Regions from separate parts of the Sus scrofa genome. Here regions 1, 2 and 4 are each linked to region 3. The links are chromatin contacts, called in public HiChIP or PLAC-seq and promoter capture Hi-C maps. All regions are on one chromosome and are shown on one strand. The core of a region is the stretch at or near the end of the contact, and the rest is flanking DNA. Distances in the headings are between cores, read along the strand shown. Region 1 holds the start of KCNN3 (potassium calcium-activated channel subfamily N member 3). Region 2 holds the start of ADAM15 (disintegrin and metalloproteinase domain-containing protein 15). Region 3 holds the start of ATP8B2 (phospholipid-transporting ATPase ID). Region 4 holds the start of PMVK (phosphomevalonate kinase).

Evidence for each region. Promoter capture Hi-C pulls out the DNA fragments that hold promoters and counts their contacts. HiChIP or PLAC-seq counts read pairs in DNA pulled down with a chosen protein or histone mark.
Region 1: a contact with region 3 is called in a promoter capture Hi-C map of fetal liver, with 4 times the contacts expected there. The contact joins the promoter of KCNN3 here to the promoter of ATP8B2 in region 3. A contact is called at or near these places in 1 of 5 promoter capture datasets (fetal liver) and 1 of 47 Hi-C or Micro-C datasets (embryonic fibroblasts).
Region 2: a promoter capture Hi-C map of fetal skeletal muscle shows a contact between it and region 3, with 4 times the contacts expected there. The contact joins the promoter of ADAM15 here to the promoter of ATP8B2 in region 3. A contact is called at or near these places in 1 of 5 promoter capture datasets (fetal skeletal muscle) and 1 of 47 Hi-C or Micro-C datasets (embryonic fibroblasts).
Region 4: an H3K27ac HiChIP or PLAC-seq map of skeletal muscle shows a contact between it and region 3, with 3 times the contacts expected there. The contact joins the promoter of PMVK here to the promoter of ATP8B2 in region 3. A contact is called at or near these places in 1 of 5 promoter capture datasets (fetal skeletal muscle) and 1 of 2 datasets of contacts at active chromatin or transcription factors (skeletal muscle).

Annotation. Positions count from the first base shown.
Region 1 is chr4:94,928,232-94,934,501 of Sscrofa11.1, reverse strand. It overlaps KCNN3 (potassium calcium-activated channel subfamily N member 3), which reads right to left and starts at 4,694. Exons shown (of 8, transcript NM_213985.1): 1 at 3,457-4,694. The coding sequence starts at 4,368.
Region 2 is chr4:94,746,663-94,753,698 of Sscrofa11.1, reverse strand. ADAM15 (disintegrin and metalloproteinase domain-containing protein 15) reads left to right here and starts at 5,606. Exons shown (of 21, transcript XM_001929336.5): 1 at 5,606-5,817. The coding sequence starts at 5,739. It overlaps DCST1 (DC-STAMP domain-containing protein 1), which reads left to right. Exons shown (of 16, transcript XM_021089738.1): 12 at 1-25; 13 at 666-782; 14 at 1,483-1,625; 15 at 1,771-1,884; 16 at 4,955-5,269. The coding sequence ends at 5,206.
Region 3 is chr4:95,445,922-95,452,366 of Sscrofa11.1, reverse strand. It overlaps ATP8B2 (phospholipid-transporting ATPase ID), which reads left to right and starts at 3,174. Exons shown (of 28, transcript XM_021089757.1): 1 at 3,174-3,356; 2 at 5,788-5,855. The coding sequence starts at 5,825. AQP10 (aquaporin 10) reads left to right here. Exons shown (of 6, transcript NM_001128454.1): 2 at 1-112; 3 at 660-797; 4 at 897-1,015; 5 at 1,235-1,452; 6 at 1,916-2,114. The coding sequence ends at 2,114.
Region 4 is chr4:94,857,552-94,864,099 of Sscrofa11.1, reverse strand. PMVK (phosphomevalonate kinase) reads right to left here and starts at 2,432. Exons shown (of 5, transcript NM_001168416.1): 1 at 2,260-2,432. The coding sequence starts at 2,354.

The DNA.
Region 1 (6,270 bases), core at 3,445-5,944, 520 kb after region 3:
TGGTTTGGCACAGGGCTAAGCCAGGACCATCAGGAGCCATGGCCTTGGACATGATCACAAACAGCCCTCCTGTTGCCTGAGCCCCACCTCGGCCCATCCTCCATCCCCTATCATCACCTGTGGCTTGTGAGAGGGGAGCCTGGGACCATTTGGGCCAGATTTCTTCTCTCCCCCAGCTGGCTTCCTTTTGCATGAACTGACTCTGCTCAGAGGACATGCCATGTTCCTTCTCAAGAGAGCCAGGCCTGGGTGGTGAATTCCTCCCCCAGGGAGAGACATCCGCCAAGACGGGCAGACAGGAAGGTCACGGCAGAGCAAGGAGCAGAGAACTTCTGCTCAGGCACGAGGTTAGCAGTCATCACTTGGGGAGAAAAAGTGTGTCCCTCTCCCCATGACCTTTGAGGGAGAACTGCCACCATCAGTGCAGAGCCACCCAATCGGGGTGGGGTGCCTGAGGCCACCCCGTCCATCCTCCAGTTTCCAGACGGGTCAGCAAAGCCAATCAGATACACAGAGCTCTCCAGCAAAAGAGACCATCACCCATCTCTCCCCAGGGTCCTCAGAATGCCTCTGGGTCCCCGCCCCCAGCTAATGACTCTTCTTTCTGACGTGAACCCTCTTGTCACAACAGAGTCCATTTTGTCTGCAAGGCTGGGGATCGGATGTTCATCTGCCCCACAACAGACCCATGTTTACAGGTGGTTTCCCGTCAGCAGACCCAGTCCCTTCTCAGAACGGCTCGCCTCCAAGATACAACTTTTCTCTCCACTGTCAAGTCTTACTTCCCAAGCTATCAAGGCCCCAACTAATTCTGGAGCCAGAGGTCAATTAACAGAGGAAAAGGACATCTCCTTTCCTCTCCTCATCATAGAAACAATAACAAGAGGTCCTTATGGAGTGCCTTACACTCACTCCCTTGACAGTGGGGGAGACAGGCTGGCAGAAGCTACATGGCTTGTCCAAGATCACACACTGGAGGTGGCAGAGCTGGGCTTCAAACTCTGGTCTGAGTCTTTAAAACGATCCTGCGTGCCTCCAGGAGAGAAGAGGGGAGAGCTGCCCTATGCCCTCCTGACACCCAGAAAATACTCGTTTCATGATGAGTCAGTGTCAAGGTGGATAGATGATGGAAGGGCGGGGGAGCAGGGGAGCCGGTTAAAGCGAGCCCTGCTCATCACAACCAGTACCCACCCCAAGTGCACAGGAAGTGGCCCCCTCACAAGCTGAGGCAAGCAGGATTTTCCCCATGGCTGCCCCCTCCATGCTTCCATCAGCCAGAGGGTCATCAATTTAAAATTAGGTGAAGCCTGGCCCCCTGGCTCACCTCTCCCTTCCTTCCCATCAGAGTCCGCTTTCTCTGGCTCTAGGAAAGCCCCTTTCCCTGAATTCCCCATTAGGGAGGCACCTGCTCCCGGTCCTTTCCTGCCCAGCAGCAACCCTCCCACGGCATTAAGACAAATGTGCGTAGACCATTCCCACCCCCAGGGGCTGTCTCTGGGAAGGGCCTTCCCTAAAGAGATCTGACCAGCCGGTTCACTGAAAGAGAGGGAACTGGTCCTGCCCCTTCTCCCCACCCCACCCCCGGCGCTTGGACCTTCATCTGTTTCCCCAGCATGGGCTCCTGGTCCCCAGAGGGTGCCTGGAGGGAGCTGGGGTCGTACCTAGGGCGGCTGCCAGGCCTGCCGAGGCTGGTGGCCCCCCGCTCCTGGAGCGCTCAGCGGGAGAAGGATGCGAGCAGAAAGACCCACAGATTCCGAGGCTCATTACAGGGAATGACTAAGTGAGCTGCGATTCCAGGGGAAACCCCACTCGCTCTGGCTCACTGAGGGGCTGAAATCCTGGAGCTATTTCCAGGAAGGCAGCTTCCAGGAGCTGCCCTGGGCTGAAGCAGTCCTCTCGGAGCAGCCAGGTGCCTGGGGGACCCTCCGCCTGGAAGTCTTGATCCTGGCTCTTCAGGTCGTCTGACAGGTCTGCCCCACCCCTTCCCCAAGCAGGTACATCGGCCCATCCCCTGCTGGAGCGAGTGAGCCAAAGGCTGGGAATGGGGGAAATCCGATCAGCACCTCCTAGGTTTTTGCGGCTGGATTTCAACAAGGAATGTGACAGTCTCGCAGCAGCTGTGCCCAGCCTGAAACAAGCTCTATTTGAAACCTCCAACAGCTGAACCCCTCCCAGCTACCCGCTGGCCAGCCCAGCCACCCCCTGCCCAAAATGACAAGTAAGTAGAGAAATGCAAGCAGCAACAAGCATGCACACACACACACCAACAAATCAGGGGTGAAGTGTAGAGTGGGAAAAAAATCCACTTGCCCAGTAACTCCCCAGGTCTCCAAGCCTCCCAGCTCACAGCAGGAGGGCTCCCAGCCAGCAGAGCTTCAACAGAAACCCACCTTCCTCAAGCCCCACTCCCTTGGAGGACGCGATTTCCAAGCCCCCTCTGGAAGGGAAACCCCCTCCTTCGTCTTGAGACTGGACCGAGGCTGGAGCAGTGGGGCCAGCTCCCCCGCTAAAGCTGGTGCCGCCGTTCTCCATCGGGGAGCGCACTCACACACTCGCGCACACACTCATCCTTATTTATCCCCAGAAGAAAGAGTTGGGGTGGGAGGGGAGAACTGGGGCTGAGCCGGGGGCGCAGGCTCTCGGGGACGCCCAGGAAGCCCTGTCATGCCATCCGAGGGGGAGGCACTACCCCCACCCCCAGCTGAGGCCAAGGTGGCGCCCATCTGCTCTGCCTGGGTAACACCTGTAGCCATTTTTATCAGGGGATGTTTACGAGGCAGCAGCAGGTTTATTCTGAGTCCTCTTTCCTAAGGGAAAGAGTCGCTGATTTCCTCAGCCTGTATTTTTACCCCATGCCCCCAGGAGACTGGAGTCACGGGTGCTTTTCTCTTTTGCCCTAAGTCTCTCAGGAAGGAGGAGGGAAACAGAAACTTGGGAAGAGAAGGAGAAGACAGAGAAGGGGCTGGCATGGAATCCCCACCCCCTCCCCAGACATTTATTTCTTTTTTATCCTCGGGGAAAATGGAGTGGAGCAGGGGAGGGGAGGAGAGGAGGGGAAGTCACAGAACTGGCAAGCACATCAAGGCAGAGTGTAATTAATTGGTGCGTTAAGCTGCTGGGTTATGCTTTAGTACGAGTGAGCCGGGAGGAAAGATGATTTCTCAGAAGGGATTCTTTAATCCTCCCTAACACAGAGTCTGCAAATGAGACACAGCGTGTGGGGTGTCCGCCCCCCCCCCAAGAAAGCAAGGAATGAATTCTCCCAGGATTAAGCAGGAAAACCATGGGAAGTTGAGTGTTCAATATAACGGAGCCAATGCCTCTCCCCACCACCACCACCACCACCACCACCATCTCTCTCTCTCCCCCGATCTCTCTCATCTCTCATTTCTCTCTCTCTCTCTCTACCTACATATGCCTTTTGTTCAAGGTATAAAGAGAAACTGCAGCCCCTACCTTTGAGTACAAACCCCAAGAGAGCTCGGTCTCTATCACCATAACAACAATTCCAAACATCCCAAAAATCAGAGCATAGTCACTCAGTCGCTTCCTCTTTTCAAACAGGGCCCTCCTGTGTCCCAGCTTATAGCCAATGTTTTGGTTTTTCCGCTTGTTGGCTTTGGGGAAGGTGGTGCTGCTGGCAGTGGTGCCGGCATGCTGGTGGTTGTGGGTGGCGTTGGGGTGGTGGAGCAGGGTCTGATGGGCATGGTTGTCCTCCCGGGAGGAGATGATGATCTCGGGGGGGTTGCTGGGGCTGAAGAGCTGGAGGGGTTGGCCCTCAGGCTCAGCCTCAATGAGGTTCCTCCGGGAGGCGCTGAGGCGGCTGAGGGGCTTCATGACCCCACCGCTGTACTTGCAGGAGCTCATGGCGATCTCCGTGAAGGGGTTGCTGTCCCGCCGGTGCACCAGGGGGCTGGCCTGCCGGTGCCGGCCGCCTCCACCAGGCCCACTTGTGGCTGTGGAACTTGGAGAGTGGCCAAGCAAGTGGTCATTGAGATTGAGCTGGCTGCCTTGCCTGGAGGAAGGGTGGAGGATGGCGGTGGAGTTGGACGAAGGGGGTGCCCTGAAAGCAGTGGGAGAGGAGTGTAGCAGGCCGGGATGAACGGGCTGGCTCTGGAGTTGGGCGAGCTGAGACAGGGGATGCGGTGGCTGCTGCTGCTGTTGCTGCTGCTGCTGCTGAAGCTGCAGAGGCTGAGGCTGCAACGGGGGTCCCGGGGGCTGCTGGGGGGCTGCTGGTGGTGCCGGCGGCGGTGGCGGCGGCGGCGGCTGCTGTTGTTGCTGCTCATCCCCGGAGGATGGACAGGGGCACTTGGGGTCTTCATCCAGGTCTCCCACCCCGGAGTCATGGAAGTGCCCAGAAGTGTCCATCTTGGGGCCTGGCTGGATTTCCTGCAGCACAGCCCCCCACCCCAAAGCCACCCTTGCTCCAAAGATGTCCTCAAAGAAAGCCAGGCATCCAAGCTCCCCCACCAGAGTGTCTTGGCTCCAGCCCTCTCTCTTTGGCTTGCTTCGGTTCTCTGGGGCTGCCTGGAGTCCAGACGCTGCCACTCAAGAATGCATTGTACTGGGCACGGAGGGAGAGCAGGAGGGGCGCTTGGAGAAAGAAGAAGAAGGGGGAAAAAGAACTCTGTCTCAGGAGGTGGTCCTCCAGGAGCGTGTGAGGCCAGGCTCAGCTTCACTCCTCGCTGGCTCAATAGCTTCGCTCTCCTCCTCCTGCCACTGTTATAGGGTAAGCCAAGCCCACTTATTAGCAGCTGGTCTCATTGGCTTGGCTTAACTCTCCAACCACCTCCTAACTCCGCCCCCCAGCATAGGCTCCTCCCCGGAGGAGGGGCCTGCCGCGCTCCGCTCCCTGCCCTGGCGGCAGCGCAGCGAGGGCTGGGAACTGTAGTTTCCGCTCGCCACCCTGGAGCTGAGCGGCTGCCCTCTTTCCTCTGACAGGTATGGCAGAAACCCGGCAGCCCACGGCGATCCGGGATGTAAGCGCACGAGGGGGCGGGGGGCGGGGAGGAGGAGCCGAGGTCGTCCTACGGAGGGGCGCTATGCACCCGGATAAGGGGTCAAAAGGCAGGAAGACAGTTATTAATGGCCAGGGTCTGCCATAGGTTGTTTCACACATATTATCCAGCTACAACCTCCAGACACCCACGGAGGTGGGCATCGTGTTGCCATTTCACCAACTGATGCTCAGAGATACTGAGCAACAACCTCAAGGTCACAGAAGCAGAGGGCATCCACATCCAACTGACTCCAGGTAGACAAGCTCACTGACTGAACTGCCTGCAGTACGTGAGCAGGAGCATCTGTTATTTCTAAGCCTCACATCAACCCTATGAAGATGATGTCATCACTCTCCTTTTACAGATGAAACCCGTTTTTAAAAAAATCACTCAGGCACAGATATGTAATTTGCCAGCTGTCACCCTGTTTGTAATTAAGGCTGCTAGAATTCCAACCCGGGTCAGTCTGACCCCGCAGTTCCCATACCATCTCCCAGGATGCCATTCCATGATGATGTTCAGGGCAGAGTGGTTGCTCCATAAATTTGCTCAAACGATGGATGAGAACGAGCCAGAGAGAGGCTGTGGAGGAAGAACCGGCCTCCCCAAAGCACGATGTGTGACGTGGACTGTGACTCTGGCAGACTTGGAGTCACAGGAGGGTCTGGCAGGAAGACTGAAACCCCCCTGTGGTCACACCCCACCTGACCTGTCCCAAGCAGCTCTGAGAGTCAGAGCTGGGAACAGCTGCTGGCTTCCCAGGTTCAGAGCCATCATCAAGTATTTATTAAGCTCCCACTGTGTGCAAAGGGCGTTCCAAAAGAGATGGGGCCCCAGCTGAATTCATTTCCATTTCTAAGTGCAGCAGACCCACGGGTCAGTGAGGAGGGGGCCGTGATGAGATTCCCCAGGCACACCTGGGGCTTTAGGGGGCAGCGTCTTCCTGCATATCTCCTGTGTCTCCCATCACCCCTTGGCCTCTGGTAGGAAGGGGAAAGAGGAGGAAAGATACGCATATGCAAGTGCACACGACGTGTACATAGGTGTGCACTCCCTGGCCCACAAACATGCACACACGTGCACACACGCAGTGAGGTTCTAAAGCAGCTCTCCTGAATGGTGAGCGCCAAGTGGCCAGGTCATGGAAGGGCAAAGCTCCCCCCAGAGGAGCCCAGGCTATCCTCTGTATGCCAGTTCTCACCTCTCCAATCCTCTATCAGCCCTAATGCCTGAGAGCTAAGGACTACTTGAAAGCCACGTAATTATGACA
Region 2 (7,036 bases), core at 4,357-6,856, 700 kb after region 3:
TCCTTCCTGCAGTACTCCTTCCGCAGTGAGCGAGCTCGGGGAGAGGCGGGGAGGCTCCCAGCCCAGGAGACACCCCCTGAAGAGCACCCACCCCTGTGCGGCCACCCCACCCCAATTCTTCCCATTTTGTCACCTCCTTCTGCATCTCAGCCCCTCCCCGTCCTCCCCAACCCCGGGCTGGAATACCAGCCCTGAAACCTGACAGCTGTCACTGGGGTTCTCAGTTTCCAACCTTCCTTTGTATCTTCCAAAGGGAGGGGTTCGTGTGCAGGGAAGGGATGGCAAGTTGGGTGCAGCTGAGAGGTTTTCTTTTTCTTTTTAGGGCCGTACCTGTGGCACATGGAGGTTCCCAGGCTAGGGGTCGAATTGGAACTGCAGCTGCTGCTGGCCACAGCCACAGCAATGCCAGATCCAAGCCATGCATGTGATCTACACCACAGCTGATGGCAATGCCGGATCCTTAACCCACTGAGTGAGGCCAGAGATCGAACCCACATCCTCAAGGTTACTAGTCTGGTTCTGTGCCACAACGGGAACTCTGCCGAGATGTATGTCTATGCCTTGACCTCTCCCATACATCCAATCCCTGTCTGCCCCATCCCCTTATCTCCAATTCTTTCCTCCAATACTCCCCCCACACACTATGGCCCCTGTCCTGGCCTCAGGCAGTCATAAACTGGAGGTGAAAGTCGGGGGAGACTCCATGCTGGCCCGGCTTCTTCGGAAAACTATTGGGGCTCTGAACACGTCCTCGGAGACAGTGGTGGAATCGAACAACATGCGTGAGTGATGCTGAAAGTTTTCTTTCCAAGAGTTGGGGGGAGTTCCCATTGTGTATCAATGGGTTAAGAACCTGACTAGTATCCATCAGGATGAGTGTTCAATCCCCGGCCTCGCTCGGTGGGTTAAGGTCCCCGAGTTGCCGGGAGCTGAGGTGGAGGTTGCAGATGCGGCTCAGATCCAGTGTGGCTTGTGACTGTGGTATAGGCTGGCAACCGCAGCTCCAATTCAACCCCTAGCCCGGGAACTTCCATATGCTGAAGGTACAGCCCTAAAAAGAATAAAAAAAAAGAGGTAGGGGACTGACTGGGCCTTGGCAGCGAGAGGGGGTCGGCGTGCTTGTGTTAGAGAAATCAGAGCAGGAAACATCAGGTCAGGTTCGAAGAGTTGGAAACTGACAGGCTTGGGTCAGAGGGGCTGAGGGCTGGGGCCTTGGGACCAGAGGGGCCCGGCCCTTTGGAGCAATGCTGTTCAGCAGAACTTTCTGCAGTGATGGAACATTTCTACATCTGTGCCATGTTGAGCAAAGAGCTTCATGGGCCTGGTGGCTGCAGTATTGATGACACAGCCCTGCAGGATGAGGAGCCGCCAGGGGGAGAGCTGGAAAATCAGAGATCTAAGCCACGCCCCCACTGGCATGGGGAGGTCAACCTGGAGAGGAGCAGCGGGCAGACCGGCTGATGGCCCCATCCCCTCCCGCAGCCTGCCTGCCCCAGCCTGTGCCCCTGAGTCCCAGCGCCTATGTGAGGGCTGCGCTACCAAGCGGCCTGCTGGTGTGTCTCTGCCTGCTCCAGGCTTTCGGCTACCGGCTCCGGAGAGTCATCGCAGCCTTCTACTTCCCCAAGGTGTGCCCTGTCCCAACCTCGACACCCCTAGCGTGCACACACACACACACACCACACACACACACACACCAGCCTGCGCCCAGCCCCCCACCAGCCCCAACTTTGGGGGACGCCTTCTTCCTCTGTACTGTCTCTCTGGCCCCAGCGAGAGAAGAAGCGGATCCTCTTCCTCTACAACGATCTCCTGAGGAAGAGAGTGGCCTTCACCCAACTGAGGAGGGCCGCCATCGTGAGGCGGGCGAGACAGCAGAGGGCTCCAGTAAGTCCAGGCTTGCACTCTTGTGCCCCCACCCCCGCCGCCCCGACTGGGTCTGAGAACTGAGGGGGAGGGGCCTCTCCCTTCAGTCCACCCAGCCTCCACCAAGGTCCCAGGCCTACTGATCACAGTGAGTTCTGGTGAGATGCATGCTAAGTGTCACCCAGCTCCTGGAGGGCAAAGCGATGTACATCTCTGGACCCCAGGATTCAGCCCAGCCTGGGAAGCAGACAGTAAAGGGGAATCAGATTTGATACAGTTGGGTCAGAGGAAAGCAAGAGAGGTTCAGCAGAAACAAGGGACCCTGCGGCTTAGCAGGTTAAGAACTCGACATAGGAATTCCCATCGTGCCTCAAAGGTAACAAACCCAACTAGTATCCATGAGGACACAGGTTGAATCCCTGGCCCTGCTCAGTGGGTTAAGGATTAGGCATTGCCATGAGCTGCAGTGCAGGTCACAGATGGGTCTCGGATATGGCCTTGCTGTGGGTAGGCTGGCAGCTGCAGCCCTGGTTCTTTCCCTAGCCTGGAAACTTCCATATGCCGTGGGTGTGCCCCCCCCCCCAAAGGATCTGACATAGTGTCCGGGAGGATGTGGGTTTTATCCCTGGCTTCACTCAGTGCATTAAAAGGATCTGGTGTTGCTGCAAGCTATAGCTGGCTCAGATCCAGTGTTGCTGTGGCTGTGGTGTAGGCCAGCAGCTGCAGCTCCGTTTCAACCCCAGCCCAGCATTTCTATATGCTGCAGGTGCAGCCATTGGGGTGGGGGCGGGGGAAGAAAGAAGGGGCCTAGGGCAAGGCCACAGGTTCTTCTGAGAGGGATGCAGTGCAGATCCTGGGAGGGAGGGTGGGTAGGCAGGTGGGCTGGGATCAGTGAGGCCTCATGAAAAGGTATGTGGTATAACAGAGCACACGGTCAGAAGAATCAGGTTCTAATCCACACTCCCTCATTAAGCTGTGTAGCCTTGGCCATGGTCTTCCCTGAAGTGCAGTTTTTCCCTCTGAAGAATAGGAGTTTGGACAGATCTGTATGGCCTGCTCGCTAGAATCAGTAATAGAATGGTGGTCAGATGTGGGGCTCTGGTACCAGAGGGCCTGGGTTTGAATCCTGGCTCCTCCCCTTCTTACTATGACTTAATTAAATGCTGAGCTTTCATTGGTTTTTACCTTCTGTAAAATGGAATTAACTCCCCCATCTAGTTGTAGTAAGGATTTTTTTTTTTTTTTGCCTTTGTACCATTTCTAGGGCCGCTTCACAGCATATGGAGATTCCCAGGCTAGTGGTCTAATCAGAGCTGTAACTGCCAGCCTACGCCACAGCCACGCCAGATCCAAGCCGCGTCCGCAACCTACACCACAGCTCACAGCAACACCGGATCCTTAACCCACTGAACAAGACCAGGGATCGAGCCCACAACCTCATGGTTCCTAGTCGGATTCGTTAACCACTGAGCCACAACAGGAACTCCTGTAGTAAGGATTAAATGAGTTTCACTGTCATGATGCAGGCACGTAATTCATTGTGTGATCCTAGGCAAGTAACCACCTCTCCAAGCATCAGTTTTCTTGCCTGAAAAAGAGATGATGATAATAACAATATCTGCCTTCCATGGTTATTTTTTGAATTGAGTCAATTTACTTACAGTTTCTTGGTACAGGACCCACATTACTTAAAAAAAGTGTGGCAGCCGTTCTTATTCAATCAGCCCTAAGAAAGCTCTGAAAAGTGAGAGACTGTGTTTGCTTGACTTTTTCCTTCAGTGCCTAGAATCTCCAACTCCCATGATGCACAATAGGGGCTGAATGAATGTCTGATGAAAAAAATTAGCATACCATGCGAGCCGGTGAGCGTCATGTCCCCCTATTCCACCATCTTGATGCGGCCTCTTAAGAAACCCACTCAAAATGAACATACTGGAGTTCCCGTCGCGGCTCAGTGGTTAACGTATCCGACTAGGAACCATGAGGTTGCAGGTTCGATCCCTGGCCTTGCTCAGTGGGTTAAGGATCCGGCATTGCTGTGACCTGTGGTGTAGGTCGCAGATGCAGTTCGGTTGCTGCATTGCTGTGGCTCTGGCATAGGCCGGCGGCTACAGCTCTGATTCGACCCCTAGCCTGGGAACCTCCATATGCTGTGGGAGCGGCCCAAGAAATGGAAAAAAGACAAAAAAAAAAAAAAAAAGAAGAAGGCCAAGCCGAAGAGTTCTGCATTTTTCTGGCAGGAAGTGGGGCCCCTGGAGTCTCTTGAGCAAAGAGTGACATGATAAAGTAGCCTGAGAATTCCTGGCAATTGTGTGGAGAGAAGGTGGGGTGAGGGGGAGGGAGCATAATGAGCCAGGCTTATGATTTGGAATCAAGGTACCTAGGTCCAGCCAGGTTTGGTTATTTCCTGGCTGTCTGCCTTTGGAAAAATCACCTAACATTTGTGAGATTCATCTTTCTTACATATAAGGTGGGGGAACACAGTAGTAATAGTCTTACCTGCCCTACTCACTTCTCAGCCCCAAGGTAAGAATCAAATTAAGACACATTTGGGGAGGAGTTCCCCATGAGGCACAGTGGAAACGAATCTGACTAGTAACCATGAGGTTGCGGTTTGATCCTTGGCCTCGCCCAGTGGGTTAAGGATATAGTGTTGCCGTGAGCTGTGGTGTGGGTCGCAGACAAGTCTCAGATCCTGCGTGGCTGTAGCTGTGGTGCAGGTCGGCAGCTGTAGCTCCAATTCGACCCCTAGCCTGGGAACCTCTGTATGCTGCGGGTGCGGCCCGAAAAAGAAAAAAAAGAACAAGACAAATTATGGGAAAGTGTAAATGATGATGATTGTTGCTGTTACTGGTTGGTTCCTCCCAAGGCTGCATCCTCCCACTTCATCACGGAGGGAGGCTCACGGAGTGAAGGATGCTCTCTAGGATCCACTTCTTAGCAACCTTGTCTTCCAGGGTCTTCTGTGCCCAAGCTGGCTTCCCCCAACATGTAGACATAGTCAGTCCTTCAGACAAGAAGTGCTGTCCAATAACCCCTTCTCTCCTCCCTGCTCCTCGAAGAGCTCTAAACCTGCCTTGCCTGCCAACAGCGCCGCCGCCTGGCGGACATCCTGCACCGCCGCTGTCCTCTCTTGCGCCCCTGGCTCCGCCGGCGATGCGTGGTGTGCCAGGCATCCGAGACGCCCGAGTCCTACGTGTGCCCTACGCCTGACTGCGAGGCGGTGTACTGCCGATCCTGCTGGAACGATATGCGGCAGCGGTGCCCGGTCTGCACACCCCGCGAGGAGCTCTCCTCCTCCGCCTACAGCGACAGCAACGATGACGCTACCTATGCAGAGTGAAGGGGGTTCCTCCTCGCTCTCCCACATGCTCCTTCCTGTTTAATAAATGCTTAGTACACTCCTGTTGCCCGCGCTTCGCAGGGGTCCGATAAGGGAGGGCGAGCCCCGCTCTGCATGGCGGGCAATCAAGGGAATTGATCCGCCTGATCCGGGCAGACCCGGGCTTCAGGACACGCGGCTGGCAGGAACGGGTCCAGACCCAGGGCCAGGTGTAGGCGCGACTCCCAAGCCGGTCGGACCAGGCCTCCGCTCCCACCCTGCACAGTAGCCAGAAAGTGGCGGGACAAACCAGCTAGGGCAGCGCAGGGAATCTGAGTCGTTGGCTGAGTCCCCGCCTCTTTGGGACTGGGCGCTCGGCGGAGGCGGGGCCTTCCCGGGGGCGGAGCCTGGCCCTGGGCCCGGTGGGAGGGGGCCGGGCGGAGCCTGGTGACCGCTCTGCGCCGGGAGGTGCGTGAAGCAGACCCGGCCGCCGCTGCTCCTCGGCGAGCGGCCCAGCACCTGCTGCCCTCGCCCAGCCCCGGGCCCCGCTGCCATGCGGCTGGCGCTGCTCTGGGCTCTGGGGCTTCTGGGTGCGGGCAGCCCTCTGCCCTCCCGGCCGCTCCCAGATATAGGTGAGTGCTCAGCCAGGAGCGGGCCGGGGGCGGACTGGGAGGATGCAGGGGTAAGTCGGGAGGCACTGGGGTCCTGGGGTCGGCTGGAGACCCTGGGAGACCCCAACCGGGGCGCAGCCCGCCCTGGTCTGCTGTCCTGGACCGAGGGCTCGGCGACTCGGAGATGGAATGGAGAAGGAAGGAGGGGGGATGCCGGCGCTCGCTGCCCGGTTTTCCCCTGCTCCGTCCCTGCGGACACTTTTAGGCTCCGGCATCAGGCACCGAGGGGCCTGGACCAGCGCCTCCTCGGGATCGCGGTAGAGGGTCGCTGCTCCCCAGGACTGACGTCTTCGCTCCTCTGGGGCCTAGCTGCCCGTTCCACCCGGTGCCAGGGCGCCGAGTAGGCACGACTCCTAGGGTTTGGCGAAGAGAATTCTTCCTGGTCCCTCATCCCAGGCCTGAGCGGCCAGACACCGCTCACCCTGGTGCTGATGCCACCAGAAGCCTTGCTGGGCGGGAGGGGGTCCGGGAGGAGTCGGGAGTGGGGAGAATTGGCCGGGAAAGAGACTGGGACACCAACTCCTCCTTGGAACTTTCACTTCCCGCTGCTGTCTTGGGCCGGGGGCCGAGAGGGCAGGCGCGGGTGGAGTGTCCGGAGGAGAGAGGACCATTGTGGAGGGCAGGGGGCGGACTCCGGGAGGAAGCGGAGGCTGTGGGGAGCGGGTGTGCCTCGTTGGGCATGAGGGGTGTTTAGGGAGGGGGGTGTTTGCACTGCTCACCCAGAAATGGGCGTTGCCGGCATCTCTGATGTGAGGAAAGGGAGGGTGAGTGGGCACCGGGCCACAAGGCTTCGCCCAGTCCTGAGTGGGGGCGTTCCTGGGGCTGGGGGGGGGTCTTTGGAAGGGAATGGGAACTGGGGGAGGGTCCCTGTGAGAACCTGGGATTGGCCTGAGGGGGGACCGGGAGGGGCCACAGGCTGGACAAACTGAACTTCTTTCTGGGGACTTGTGGATGAGTTGGTGGGATGGAAGGGAAAAATTGGAGAGAGGCACGCCCCACCTCACCCCCCGCCCCGTTTAGTAGTCTCCTTTAAGTCCCAGCATGCAATGCAGGAGTCCTTCAAGCAGAGAAGGGCCTGGCTATGCTGGGAGCCAGGTGGGTCAAAGGATATCAGCACCCCCCCTCCCCAGTCCTGGTGCTGATTCTCTCAGCACTCTCTCAGGGTGTCCCGGGGTCTCTG
Region 3 (6,445 bases), core at 1,925-4,424:
TCTGTGGCCCAGGCAGTAACCAGTGGAGAAACTAAAGGCAACTTCTTCACCATGTTTCTGGCTGGCGCTCTGGGCGTTATACTAGCCATCTACGTTGGTGGTAATGTCTCAGGTGAGGAGGGTGAAGTCTGGTCATTGGATGGGGGAGGACATGCAATTGAGAGTGCTAATAGTGAAAGGGCAGATCTCATGTGACTCACAGACATTATCCTTGAATGTCCTGGCCCGAGATATGCCTTTGGCCAGGTCCAGTCCCTTCCCTCTCTGTATCTCGATATCTCCCTTCCTCACATTCATTCTCCGATCACATAGGCAAAAATCTGTGCCAAGGCATCAACTGTAAGTGCTCTCCTCTTGTGTCCCTCACCCGAAGGCCCCTGATATTTGTGTTTGCTCAGGACCTCACCTGCTCATCCTCCAGACAGACACTGCGTCAAGCACTATAGTTGAAAGAGCAGACAGACCCAGCTTCAAACTTGGCTTCACTGTGTGACCTTAACAAGTTGCTTAACCTCTTTGAGCCTCAACTTCCTAATCTATCTGATGGGAAGAGTAACATTTGTCTCAAGAATCGTGGGGAGGAGTAGCAGTGTTACCTGGTGACAGTGCTTGGCACTGACACTTAATGGATACTGGTTTTCTTTTCTTTATCCTTGAAGGGGGCCACCTGAATCCAGCCTTCTCCCTGGCCATGTGTCTCTTGGGACGCTTCCCCTGGGCCAAGTTTCCCATTTACTCCTTGGTGCAGTTGGTGTCTGCTTTCTGTGCCTCTGCAGTCACCTATGCACTCTATTACGGTAACAGAGAGAATGGGTTGGGGGCACCTGTGTGTGGGCAAGGGTGCCTCAGAGCAGTTTTGAATGAGCCCTACAGGTAGGTGTCCCCCTACCCTGCAGATGCCCTACAGAACTATACAGGTGGGAACCTGACAGTGACTGGTCCCAAGGAGACAGCCTCCATCTTTGCCACCTATCCTGCCCCTTATCTATCCTTGAGCAATGGCATCCTGGATCAGGTAGGTGTAAAGGGGTGACTTGGGAACGTCCCAGCCTCTGACCCTGTCCCCAGCCTATTTTTCCAGCTCTGGGTGGGATGGGGGGTTGGATTTATATTTGTACCCTACCTTCACCAGCCGCCTATGTTGGACAAAGTCGGAGTAACAGGGGCTGGTGGCCTGGAGTATTTAGGTGAGATGGGGCAAACGGAGAGCCCCTCTGCCTCTGTCGCCTCAAAGGTTCTGGGCACCTGGTTGCTGATGGTGGGGATCTCAGCTATCCTGGACACACGGAACAAGGGAGTGCCTGCAGGTCTGGAGCCTGTGGTAGTGGGGTTGCTGATCCTGGCCATTGGGCTATCCATGGGTGTCAACTGTGGGTACCCGATGAACCCTGCCCGGGACCTGGGCCCACGGCTCTTCACCTATGTGGCCGGCTGGGGTCCTGAAGTCTTCAGGTAGGAGATGGCCTCCCCTGGTGCTGTTCTTCCACTCGCATCCCTCTGCCAAGACCTCTGACCCTGGGCCCCAGTTCCCTCCTCTTAAATAGTTCTTTTGGCCTCTTATGCCTCTTCTAAGCCCCAGTTCTCCTTTTCTCTTTTGTCCCCTCTCTCCCCTTCTACCTTTTCACTGAACCAGTAAGATTTAGAGGTTGTGTTCTTGGGCACATCACATTACCGATTTGGGCATTAGTGACCCCATCAAGAAAATGCTTACATTCATATAATTCTCTAAAGAAAGAGGCTAGACCGAGCTCTCCTGGGGTCTCCTCCTCTCTAAGTGCTATGCTTTGCTGCCAAAACACCCTCTTTCTGGTGTCTATCACCCCAGGAACTGCTTTAGGGAGTTCTCTTATTACCCCCAGTCCTTTGGGGGAAGGCTAAGGGACTCACCCCTGATACCTCCCTCCTGTTCTTGCAGCGCTGGTAATGGTTGGTGGTGGGTGCCTGTGGTGTGTCCTCTGGTGGGGGCCGCTCTTGGCACAGCCACATATCAGCTGCTGGTGGCTCTGCACCATACTGAGGACTCAGAGACAGCTCAGGAAGTAAACTGTGCCCAACCTGAAGTCTCAGCCAGAGAAAGTCCTGCTGCAACTCAGATGTGGACGAGTAAGCTGTGATTCTGACATGACAGTTCTCATGGACATTGAAGACGGCTGGAGACCTCTGCCTGATGACAAGACGTTCTTTCTCTTTATTAATACACCAGGCCCTGGGAAGCTTCTCTGTTTATTCATTTAGTCATCGCTTCCTCCTAAACTGAGGAGGATCAGGTAGAGCGGGATCCCGTTTAGGACCCAGGCTTTTCATCCCCTCCTTCCCCATGCAGGTTTTCAGACCCCAGGACTTCCAGGAACGTAGTTCCTCAAAGTAGCCGCAAGAGGGTGCGCACCCTGGAAACCGGATTGGGAAGGCTGAGGGAATCTGCAGGGTGGTGGAGGCCATCCATCCAGTTCGGAGCATAACGCAGGGGACCTCCTCCAAAGCTTAGTCCCCACTGCCTGACTTTCAGTTCTCCTAACCTCAGCGCCGTCCGCCTTGATGCTCACTGGGGCACCTCGCCTAGATTCAGCCACCCCCAGACAGTAGTTAGGAGTGGGCGAACAGCCTCCACCAAGGGGGCGTGGTGGTACGGGGAGAAGGAACACAGCCGCCAGTGGAACACAGCCATTCAAGCGCCTAGAGTCTGGGGGAGCTAGGCGGAGAAAGTGAGGCACGAGCCAATGCCTAGACTTTCCAGACGGTGTCATTCAATCAACGGGTGAACTACAATGACATGAGCCAGGGCGAGGAGAGAAGGTGAAGGGACAGAGGGCTCCGAGGGAAATCAGTGTAGGGGCAAGGGACAGCTGGCGCGGAGGAAAAATCTCGTCGCTCACCGCTTCCCAACTCTCACACACCTCCTTGAAGAAGACGCTCTTTTAGCAGAGAAGCAGCGTCCTTCTATTTCCACTCTTTAAAAAGCAAAACTCAGCCCTACCTTGCCTCCAGACTTTTTTTTTTTTTTAATGCGGGATAAATCTGGGAGTGGGTGGGCGGGCACCGCGGCCGCGTACCGCCGAGCATCGCAGGGGTTAAGACCCTCCCCCTGCCCCGCACAAAGATGGCGGCGCCCGCCTTCCCTCGCCCTCATCCCTCCCCAAAACCCCCTCCCGCCCCCCGCCCTCTCCCGCCACCTCCGTCACTTCCGCCCCGCCGTGGCCGAAACTGACACAAAGTAGCGGGCCGAGGCCCCGGGGGGAGAGGGGCTGCTGCTGGGGGGGCGGGAGCCCGCGGGGAGCTGAGCCGAGCGCCCCCCGCCCCAGCCCCCGGCATGGGCAGGACGGGGCCGCCGGGGCGGGCGCCGAGCGCTGAGCGCTGAGGTGAGGCGAGGCGAGGCGGGGGCAGCAGCCCAGGAGCGCGGGGCCGGGAGGGCAGGGGCGATGCGGCTGCGGACGCGGACTCCGGGCTGGAGGAGCCGGGGCGGAGGGTGTGGGCAGGGGAGGCCAGGGGACAGGGAGTCGGAGCTGCGGTGAGACGGAGGAGGACCGGGAGTGGATGACTGGAGAGAAGACGGTGTTGGGTGCCTGAGGGTGGGGGGAGATTCTGGAGGCCGTCCTCAGGATGGGAGGGTGGGGTGCTGAAGGGGCGCGTGGAGACGAGGAAAGGGGCACAGGAGTGCGGAGGAGAAGTTTATGGAGCAGCGGAGAGAGGAGAAGCGCCCAGAGAGTTGTGGGGGTGAGAGGAGTACCCGGGTCCGAGGGTGTGGGTTTCTGGAGAAGGGAGTTAGGGATGTCGGCTTTGTAAGGTGACGATCTCTGTGCGTGCGGGAAAACCAAGGGTGCAAACCTCTCTGGGAGCTCAGAGCTGGGAGTGAGTCCTGGGTCTGTCCTTGGCGATGGAAGGTGGCCAGGTGTGGTGTTGGTGGCAAGTGAGCTGGGGGTCTTGGATTCCATTCGCTTCTGTTCCCTGACCTGCCGATAAATCCCTGCGGGTTTTCTCTGAAAAAAAGGAGTCAGTCTTCCTGGATTTGGGTTGGAAGGGAGCAGGGGCCAGGCCTAGAGGAGGAGCCGTTTTCCTTCGTGGAGCTTTGCCTTCTTCCCAGAGCTGGCTATTTTTATCCCAAATGTGGCTGCAGAGGGGGCTGGGGCAGGGTGACGGGGCAGAGCAACGTGGCTGATGGGCCTGGGTTCAGAAAAGCCAGGCTGTATGAGACTGGGAAGGAGAAGTGAGAGAAAGTTCCTGTTCCCAGGTCTCCCACCTCCCTTTTCCTTCCCTAATACGGCCCCCCAGAGGGATGAAGTCTTCAGCCAAGCCAGCTTTCAGCCTCCCCAGGGTCTTAGAGGTAAAACAACTTTCCTGGTTGGTGTCCAGGCTCCTGACTCCTAAGAACCCATGTGGCTCCTTCGTTAACTCTTTCTTTCTTAGGACTCAAACCCAGATCTTCAGGCTTAAAGCGATTCTTGATTGCCTCCCTTACCAGGGCGGGGCTGGCTTTGGAACTTGTGATGCCCACCCTTGCATCCTCTCTTTTAACCTCTCTCTCCTTGCCCCACCCTCCTATGACTCAGACTCTAGCCTGGGTGGAGACCCTGGCTGGGGGCCCTGGAGGAGGGCTTGGCATCTTGAAACGTGGTTGAGGTTTTTCTTCCTAAGCCAGGCACCCTTGGTTGCCAGGGTTGGGAAGGGTCAGAAAGGAAAAGGACTTCTGGCTCTGTATTGCCTGATCGGGGTTCAGGAAGGGAGTCTGGGTTAGTGCACGAAGAGATGGCGTGGGTGACAGGGCCTTGGCCAGAGTGTGTAATTATAGAGGTTGGGCAGACAGGCAATTAGTATCTCTTGGGGCTGACAGGCTGGCGGGGTGTTCCCAGGAGGCAGGAAACAGGGGCCAAGGGGGAGAAAGGCTTTCCATCCAAAGAAAGAGGAGGTGACAAGAGGAACCAGGACCTGGCTGGGAGTTTCTGGGATGAGGCTCTGTGACCCTGTCTTGTAGTCCAGGCCTTTTACCTTTTTAGGTGAAAGGAAGGACATGGGGAGATGGAAAGAAGCAGAGGCCCATCTGACTGATGCTCCCTGAACTTGCACCCAGTGCCCTACTGACTGGACTGGGCTTGGGGTGGGAGAAAGCTAGAGGGGTGGCTCCCCACTGGGGTTGAGAAGACCCCTCTGCTGGCCCAGAAGGGCAGCTGACCCAGACTGAGAGGAAGTGGTTTAGGGACTGTGTGCAGGAAGTGAAGGCCCTGCCTTTAATGTGAGCTCCCCTGGAGGAGGTGATAATGGAAGCCCCCAGTACTGGGGGGATGGGACAACTATAAGCTTTTTGAGAAGGGTGGAGCCTGCCCACCCTGTTTCCTGATGCTCTGCCAGGTGTTTCCTGGCTCATGTTCCCTCAACCCCACCCTTTGGTGGAAATTCTGCTTTTCAGTAAACACAGGAACCCACTCATTGCACCAGGAGGGCACATGGGGGCATCCATTGTCCCTGGGATGGGTACCTTGAGAGCTGTGCCCCTCCTGTCAATATCTGGCCTTTTCTCTCTGCCCACTTCCTTGCCGTGCAGATCTTGGTTTTTGCAAATCGTCAGTCCATGTTATCCAAGGTAGAGGCATTGGGGAAGGTGGTGGGGAAGTCTCCTCTTCTTTCTCGGGGACCCATTAGGTCAGTAAGAGCAAAATGTTGATGTGGAGTTTGTGGGAAGGCTGGGGGCGGGGCAAGGTCAGAACTGGGGAAGAAAACCTTCAGGAGGAGTCTGAAAAGGGGAGTGAAGAGTTACCCTCAGCTTCCTGACCTCATGCATGTGTTACCTTCCTGCAGGGTCTCCCATGGGATTGCTGGGACCTTGCTGGGTGAGATGGCACTGTGTGCAAAAAAGCGCCCCCCAGGTAAGACAGGCAGGAGGGGGGTGGTGGAGGGGGAACCCTTGGGACCTTCAAGAGTGGGTGTTATGGCTGGAGAAGCAGAGGGAAGAGGGACAACCGGTAATGAGCTGAAGGAAGGTAGATTGCAACCCTTATCCATCCTGGGAGGAGCCTTAGGAAACCGAATTCTTCCTCTTGATCCCTAAACGGGGTTCTCCCCCAGGAGGGTGCTTAGTACCTGCCCCTCACCCCTTAACACCCAGACTCTTATCTTGGGGCACCTGGAGCTTCAGCTCTCTGGTCTGGGAGCCCGGGGTCCTGTGTTCCCATCTTCTCCCCTCTGTCCTCACACTACATCTCCCCTCATTTTTCCCTATACGCAGGTCCTCCTTGTTTTCCTGCGGGTGGGGGCAGGGGGTGGGAGGCGGCGGGATGAGAGCAGTTGCCCGGGACAACACTGGCCGGCCCCTCACCCGCATTGGCCGGGCTGAGGGAGGCGGGGCTCCGCGCTGGCTTTCGCCTACGCGGCGCTGGCAGGAGGCTGCCCCTGCAGTCGGGGGGAGCGGGTGGGGGCGGAGCCCGGGGCGTGCGCGCTGCGTCCGTGGAGGGGGGTG
Region 4 (6,548 bases), core at 1,183-3,682, 590 kb after region 3:
GCCCCATTTCTGCTACTGGTATCTAGACAACTTCAACAGGTCTGTTTCCCTGACTTCCTCACCTGTCAAATGGGTATAACAGCTTCTATTCTGTCTCCTACTGGGTTACCATGAAACTCAAATGGGAAAGAGCCCTAACAGGTAAAACAAGTTAAATTATAATTAACAGTATGAACATCCATGCCTGGCAATATTCTGGCTGGATTAGGTTTCCCTGCACCTGTAACCTCACGGCCAGGGGTATCTTGGTCTCAACTGACTTGGTCACTACACATAAATAACTCATTCATTCAGTTGTGCAATTTGCTCAACCACTGGTTGGGTACTACATTTGGATCCAAATGCGAATAAGATATCATGATTCCTGCTCTGACCTCAAGATGCTCACAGATTTCCTTAAACACTGACATGGCGAGACAGGTGTTCTTACTTCCATGTTTCAGATGAGAAAACTGAGGTTGAGTGAGGAAAACTGACTCGCCCAAAGCTCCACTGCAAGTAACAAGGCCAATATTGGTAAAATAAAAATAGGAATTCCCGTTAGTTAACGAACCCAGCTAGGATCCATGAGGACGCAAGTTTGATCCCTGGTCTCCCTCAGCGGGTTAAGGATCGAGCATTGCCATGAGCTGTGGTGTAGATCACAGACATGGCTCGGACCCAGCACAGCTGTGGCTGTGGTGTTGGCTGGCAACTGTAGCTCCGATTTGACCCCTAGCTGGGAACCTCCATATGCCATGGGTGCGGCCCTAAAAAGACAAAAAAAAACATTAAAAAAGTAAAAACTTTTTTAAAAAGCCAGGATTTAGGTCCTGTGTCTCAACTAAGTGCCAAGAATTATTCCAAGCCCTTCATGTACATTATCTCATTTAACCCTATTACTGACTCCATTTTACAGATGGCAAAACTGAGGCACACAGTTCATAAGAAACTTGTGCAAGATCACACTCCAATAAGTGGTGAGTCAGGATTTGAATCCCAGCAGTCTAATTCCAGAGCCTGTGCTTCTGACCACTATTTGATTTCTGTGTTTGGGGGTGAAGAGAAACAAAACTTAGGAGAAAGTGGCAGACACTTAGTGGTGAACGATTCAGGTGGCAAACTCTGCCCTGGGCTTTTCCACAACCTCTTAGAACCCCCATGGTGCCCCAAAGCAACCTCCTGGTACCCCCACCACACTGGCCCTCAAGAGGACCTGGCTTCTGTGCTCTCCAGGGCCGCATCTCAGCAAAAGTGCTCCCACACCGAACATCTTACTTGGAGAGAAAACCTGAGCAAAAGGTATTATCTGGAGAAGCAGTGGGATAAAGCAGAAGGAATTCATTCCTTGGAGCTAGACTAAAGCTGAATTTGAGTCCTGGATCTGCCAATTACTTTGTGCTCCTGGCAAGTCTGGGTCTGGGTTTTGGGGTTTGCTTGCTTGTTTGTTTTTTTGCCATTTCTTGGGCTGCTCCCACAGTACATGGAGGCTAGGGGTCTAATCGGAGCTGTAGCTGCCAGCCTACGCCACAGCCACAGCAACGGGAGATCCGAGCCTCCTCTGTGACCTACACCACAGCTCACAGCAACACCAGATCCTTAACCCACTGAGCGAGGCCAGGGATCGAACGCGCAGCCTCATGGTTCCTAGTCAGATTCGTTAACCGCTGTGCCACAACGGGAACTCCTGTTTTGTTTTGTTTTGTTTTTTAACTTTTCAGAGTGTGGGTTTCTTCATTTGTGAAACGGAGATACTGACGAATAAGACCACACAGTACCTAACAAAGAAATTTTGAGAATTAAATTATATATCCATACAGTATTTGGCACACAATAAAGGCTCAAATAAACCCCAGGTCCTAGGTGATTGTGGGGCAAAGATTTGTCTTTGGAGTCAGACACACTGGGGTGTGGGCTGAGAAAATTCCTTTATTTGTGACTCAATTTCCTCATCTGTAACAGTTACCTGGCAACACTGTCTGGAAGACTGGGAGTGGTTTATAAAAAGTGCCTTTTTTATAACTTCTTTATGCTTCTTGGAGAGACCTAACAGCTTACAGCTTCTGGAGAGGTGGGCCCCTGGTTCTTTGAGGAGGGCTGTGTGTAGATTCTCTTCAACGTGATGGTGACAATCCTGCACCTCTCGCCGCCCAGGGCTCCCCCTGCCCAGCAACATGAGGACCCCCTACGCAAAGTACACTCTATCACACCCAAACACACCCCTCGTGTCACGTGACTGGGGATCTCCCCGGTCCTCCTCCGTCCCGGCCCCACGGACACCTGCTCTGCAGCGCCTCGGTCACGAAGTCCTTCCCGGATTTCCTCTTCCCGCTGAAAAGCAGCACCAACCGCGGGACGCTTCCCAGGGGTGCCATGGGGCCGCTACGCTTTGCGATCCCTACAGCGGATCCTGAACCCTTACCCCTTAAATCGAGCCACCCGGCACAGAATGGACGCGGCCACTGGATGGAGCGGCAACAAGAAGGGGTTCCGCCCGCCCGTCTTCTCCATGGCCGTGGAGAGGATGGTCAACCTGCACAAGTGCTTCTGTGCCTTTACACTAAAGCCTACATAAATGGACTGTGGAGAGAAAGAAGGTTAAGTCCCTGGGCAGCTTTCTCCCCTAAAGAAGCTCCCCTGCCAGAACTCATTTGGAACAGTCCAACCCGCCCAGACTCTAACGTCACGGCCTCGCCTTCTGAGCTGACGCTCGTGACACGTGAGGGGGCGGGAATTGGACGCGACTATTTTCCTCCGAGGAGGAGTGACATCTTAAAATGTCCGAAGTGACCCTCACGCTGTCTTCCACACCGTCCTAAAAAATTGTGAAAAAAAAGAATAAACGTGTTCATATTGCAGACGTTTTCAAAACTGCCTTTTTATCTGTGCATTTTAATGTACGTGTAAAGCCAATCCTTATATGCCCCACAGTGAAAATGGGTGTTTCTGGAGACGAAACCTGGCGAGGACTCGAGAGGTGTGTCTGGTGACGTCATGCTGGGGGTGGGACTTAGTCAAAAGACCTGATTTTATTGTTAAGCCGGTTTGAAAACCGGAGGGGTCGATGTGTTCGACCCTTTAAGGCCCGCGAGAAAATTCTCATCGCTTTTCTAGCCGCATCCTTCACTCCAAAGATTTTCGGAATCCACAGAGCTTGGAATGACTATAGAATAAGTTAAAAGGGGGCTTTGAAGCCACTTCTGGAAATTACCTAGTTTTATGTGGAGTCCAGCTCTCAGCCAGGAGTTCTAGGGGGAAAAATAAGGGATGCTGATCTGTCCCTTCCCTGAATTCCCAGTCCTGCCTCTGCTCCCAGCGGTTGACAGCCAGCCCGTTAAGCAATCAGAATTTCTTTTTTTTGTTTTATGTATTTAATTATTTTGCTTTTTAGAGCCGCACCGGGGCATATGGAAGTTCCCAGGCTAGGAGTGGAAGCAGAGCTGTAGCTACCTGCCTACACCACATCCCCAGCAATGCTGGGTCTGCGACCTACACCGCAGCTCGTGGCAACGCCAGATCCTTAACCCACTGAGCGAGGCCAGGAATCGTGGCCTCATGGATACTAGTCGGATTCGTTTCCGCTGAGCCACAAGGTGAACTCCTGCAAGTGGAGTTTCTTTAGCTCTGGCTCTGTCACAGCTGTCCGGTAGTTCTCTGAGCTTGTCAACACAGGGCCTGCGACCCATTACTGCCTCCATCTTACAAGCTATAAGGTCATGTGCAGAGAAATGAGATGGAAAGACCTTCTTTGAGAGAAACCATTAATTCACTGAATATTGAAAACATGGCACAGGAGAAGCTGTGGACATTGAATGATCAATGGTCAGATACACAAAGATTGGACTTTGGGAAGGTCTTTTTTTTCTTGTAAACAACTCTGAAAGCAGTACACTCATCTGGGAATTTAGAGGGCAGCTAGAGGGGAGTTGTAATCCCAGCTTTGACTCTTAGCGGGAACGTGACCGTCAGCAAGTCACTCTGAGTTCATCATTGATAATGCACACCTCGCTGGGTTGCAATAAGAAGGAAATGAGGACAACACATGCTAAAAAACAATGAAAATGCTTTGGAGAGTTCCCGTCGTGGCTCAGCAGAGATGAATCTGACTAGGAACCATGAGGTTGTGCATTCGATCCCTGGCCTCCCTCAGTGGGTTAAGGCTCCGTTGTTGTCGTGAGCTGTGGTGTAGGTCGCAGATGTGGCTCAGATCCTGTGTTGCTGTGGCTGTGGTGTTGGCTGGCAGTTATAGCTCCAATTCGACCCCTAGCCTGGGAACCTCCATATGCCTCGGGTGCAGCCCTAAAAAGAAAAAAGGAAAAAAAAAAAGCTTTGGATATTCTCAAGTGCCGTCCAAATATGGAGTTGTCATTGATGCTGAGCATTGTGTGATTTTAGTTTATAATCCAACACAGGATCAGATTTCCCACCTTCAATAAGCATTTATTTGGGACTCCACTGCAAGCACCAACCCTACCACTGCCAGCAGAGACTGCAAAGGATTAAGTGCACTCACACACTCCTGCTTTCCTGAGCCACTCCTAAGAAGTCAGAACTTCCTTCACCGGAACCAACCACACCCTTGCCACTTACCCCCACTCCTCCTAGAATGAAGCTCCCTGGAATTCCCAGTGATCAGAAAACATCCCCCATGGAGTTCCCATCGTGGCTCAGCAGAAACGAATCTAACATCCATGAGGACGCAGGTTCAATTCCTGGCCTCGCGCAGGGGGTTAAGGATCTGGCGTTGCCATGAGCTGTGGTGTAGGTCACAGATGTGGCTCAGATCTGGAGTGGCTGTGGCTGTGGCGTAAGCTCTGATTCAACCCCAAGCCTGGGAACTCCTATATGCCGCAGGTATGGCCCTAAAAATACAAAAAGAAAAAAAGAAAAAGAAAGAAAAGAAAGCATCCCCAACCTCTTCTGAGGAGTTCCCTCCTGAACCCTGCCTCAATTGAACCTTGCTGTCCCCTGCTTTTTAGGCCTTTTATTCTCCCCCAGCCCTCAGACCTCAGCATACACGAACTTGCTGTCCGTGGCGTTGTCCCTTCCCAACCACATTTCAGCTTCCAGACCATTGCCCTTCTTCTTGGGAAACCCTGGCTCCTCTAAGACTCCTACTACCTGGCTAAGCTCCCCTTTCTCCCCCTTCCACGTTGAGGACTACCAGTCCTGGCAGTCATTCTCGGGTACTGAGACTCAGCCACTGGCTTCTTATCATCTTTGCCAACCTAGTTCCCATCGTCGTTCTCAGTGACTTTGCTATCAACATGATCACCCCCCATCCAACACCCTGGCAACGCAAAGCCTTGGCCTCAGTTGCCCAAAGTCTTTTTCTTCCTCTCCTCCTGAGACACTGGCTCCCATGGACACACTCTGGGCCTTGTCATCACCAGAAACCACTCGTCCTGCAAATTCACACACCCTCCCACCCTACCCTCCAAGGTCATTTGCTCAAGTTCCCCAGAGCAGTGCTTGCATCCCAGGACCACCACCAGCCCGTGAGACTGTCTAGTATATAACATCTGCTCTTCCTTCCCTCCAAAACCAAAGGGAACATCAAATAAACGAGTATACGTGGGGAGTTCCCATCGTGGCTCAGTGGCTAACGAATCCAACTAGGAACCATGAGGCTGCGCGTTCGATCCCTGGCCTTCCTGAGTGGGTTAAGAATCCAGCATTGCGGTGAGCTGTGGTGTAGGTCACAGACTTGGCTTGGATCCCGCGTTGCTGTGGCTCTGGCGTAGGCCGGTGGCTACAGCTCCGATTGGACCCCTAGCCTGGGAACCTCCATGTGCCTCAGGAGCAGCCCTAGAAAAGGCAAAAAGACACACACACACACACACAAAGTATATGTGGAAAGCTTTCCTAAACCATACAGGGCTGCACAACTATGAGGCACTATTTTGAGGGTAGAACAGGCCGGTCCAAAGGCTGGGATGCTGCTGATGGTGAGGCAGGAAGGGGGAAGGAGCAGGAGTGTCCGACAGGAGCAGACCAACCTGGGAAGGGAGTGGCCAGAGTTCCTGGGGACTGACAATGGAAGCCAGAGCTACCAGACACTGCTGCCTGTTCTTCTGGAAGATGACACTCGAGGAAGCCAGTGCTGGCCTCGGACAACAGAGAGGTACCCCCAGAACTCAGAACACAGTTATGTCTGAGAGTCACCCCTCACTAAAGGGGCAGACCATCTAAAGAGAGCTTTTTGGAGTTCCCTGGTGGCCTAACAGGTTAAGGATCCAGTGTTGTCACTGCTGTAGCTAGGTCGCTGCTGTGGCAGGGGTTCAGTCCTTGGCCTGGGAACTTCTGCACACTGCGGGCCTGGCAATAAATAAATAATAAATAATAATTTGACCCAGAGGACAGCTTGGAAGGAAGGCGCATGTGAAGGAAGCCTGATTGCTGTATTAACACACCCAGAAACAGGATGAGTCGGCAGGGGACCAGCTCTTACAGCCCTGCAGAGCCTAAAGAGGGAGACCCGGGCTTGGTCAGTGCCCCTCCAACCCTACCCAGGCAGAGGGAGTCCTGAGCAGGGGGTACCAAGGTCTGCCCTTCCCAGACAAGCCTGT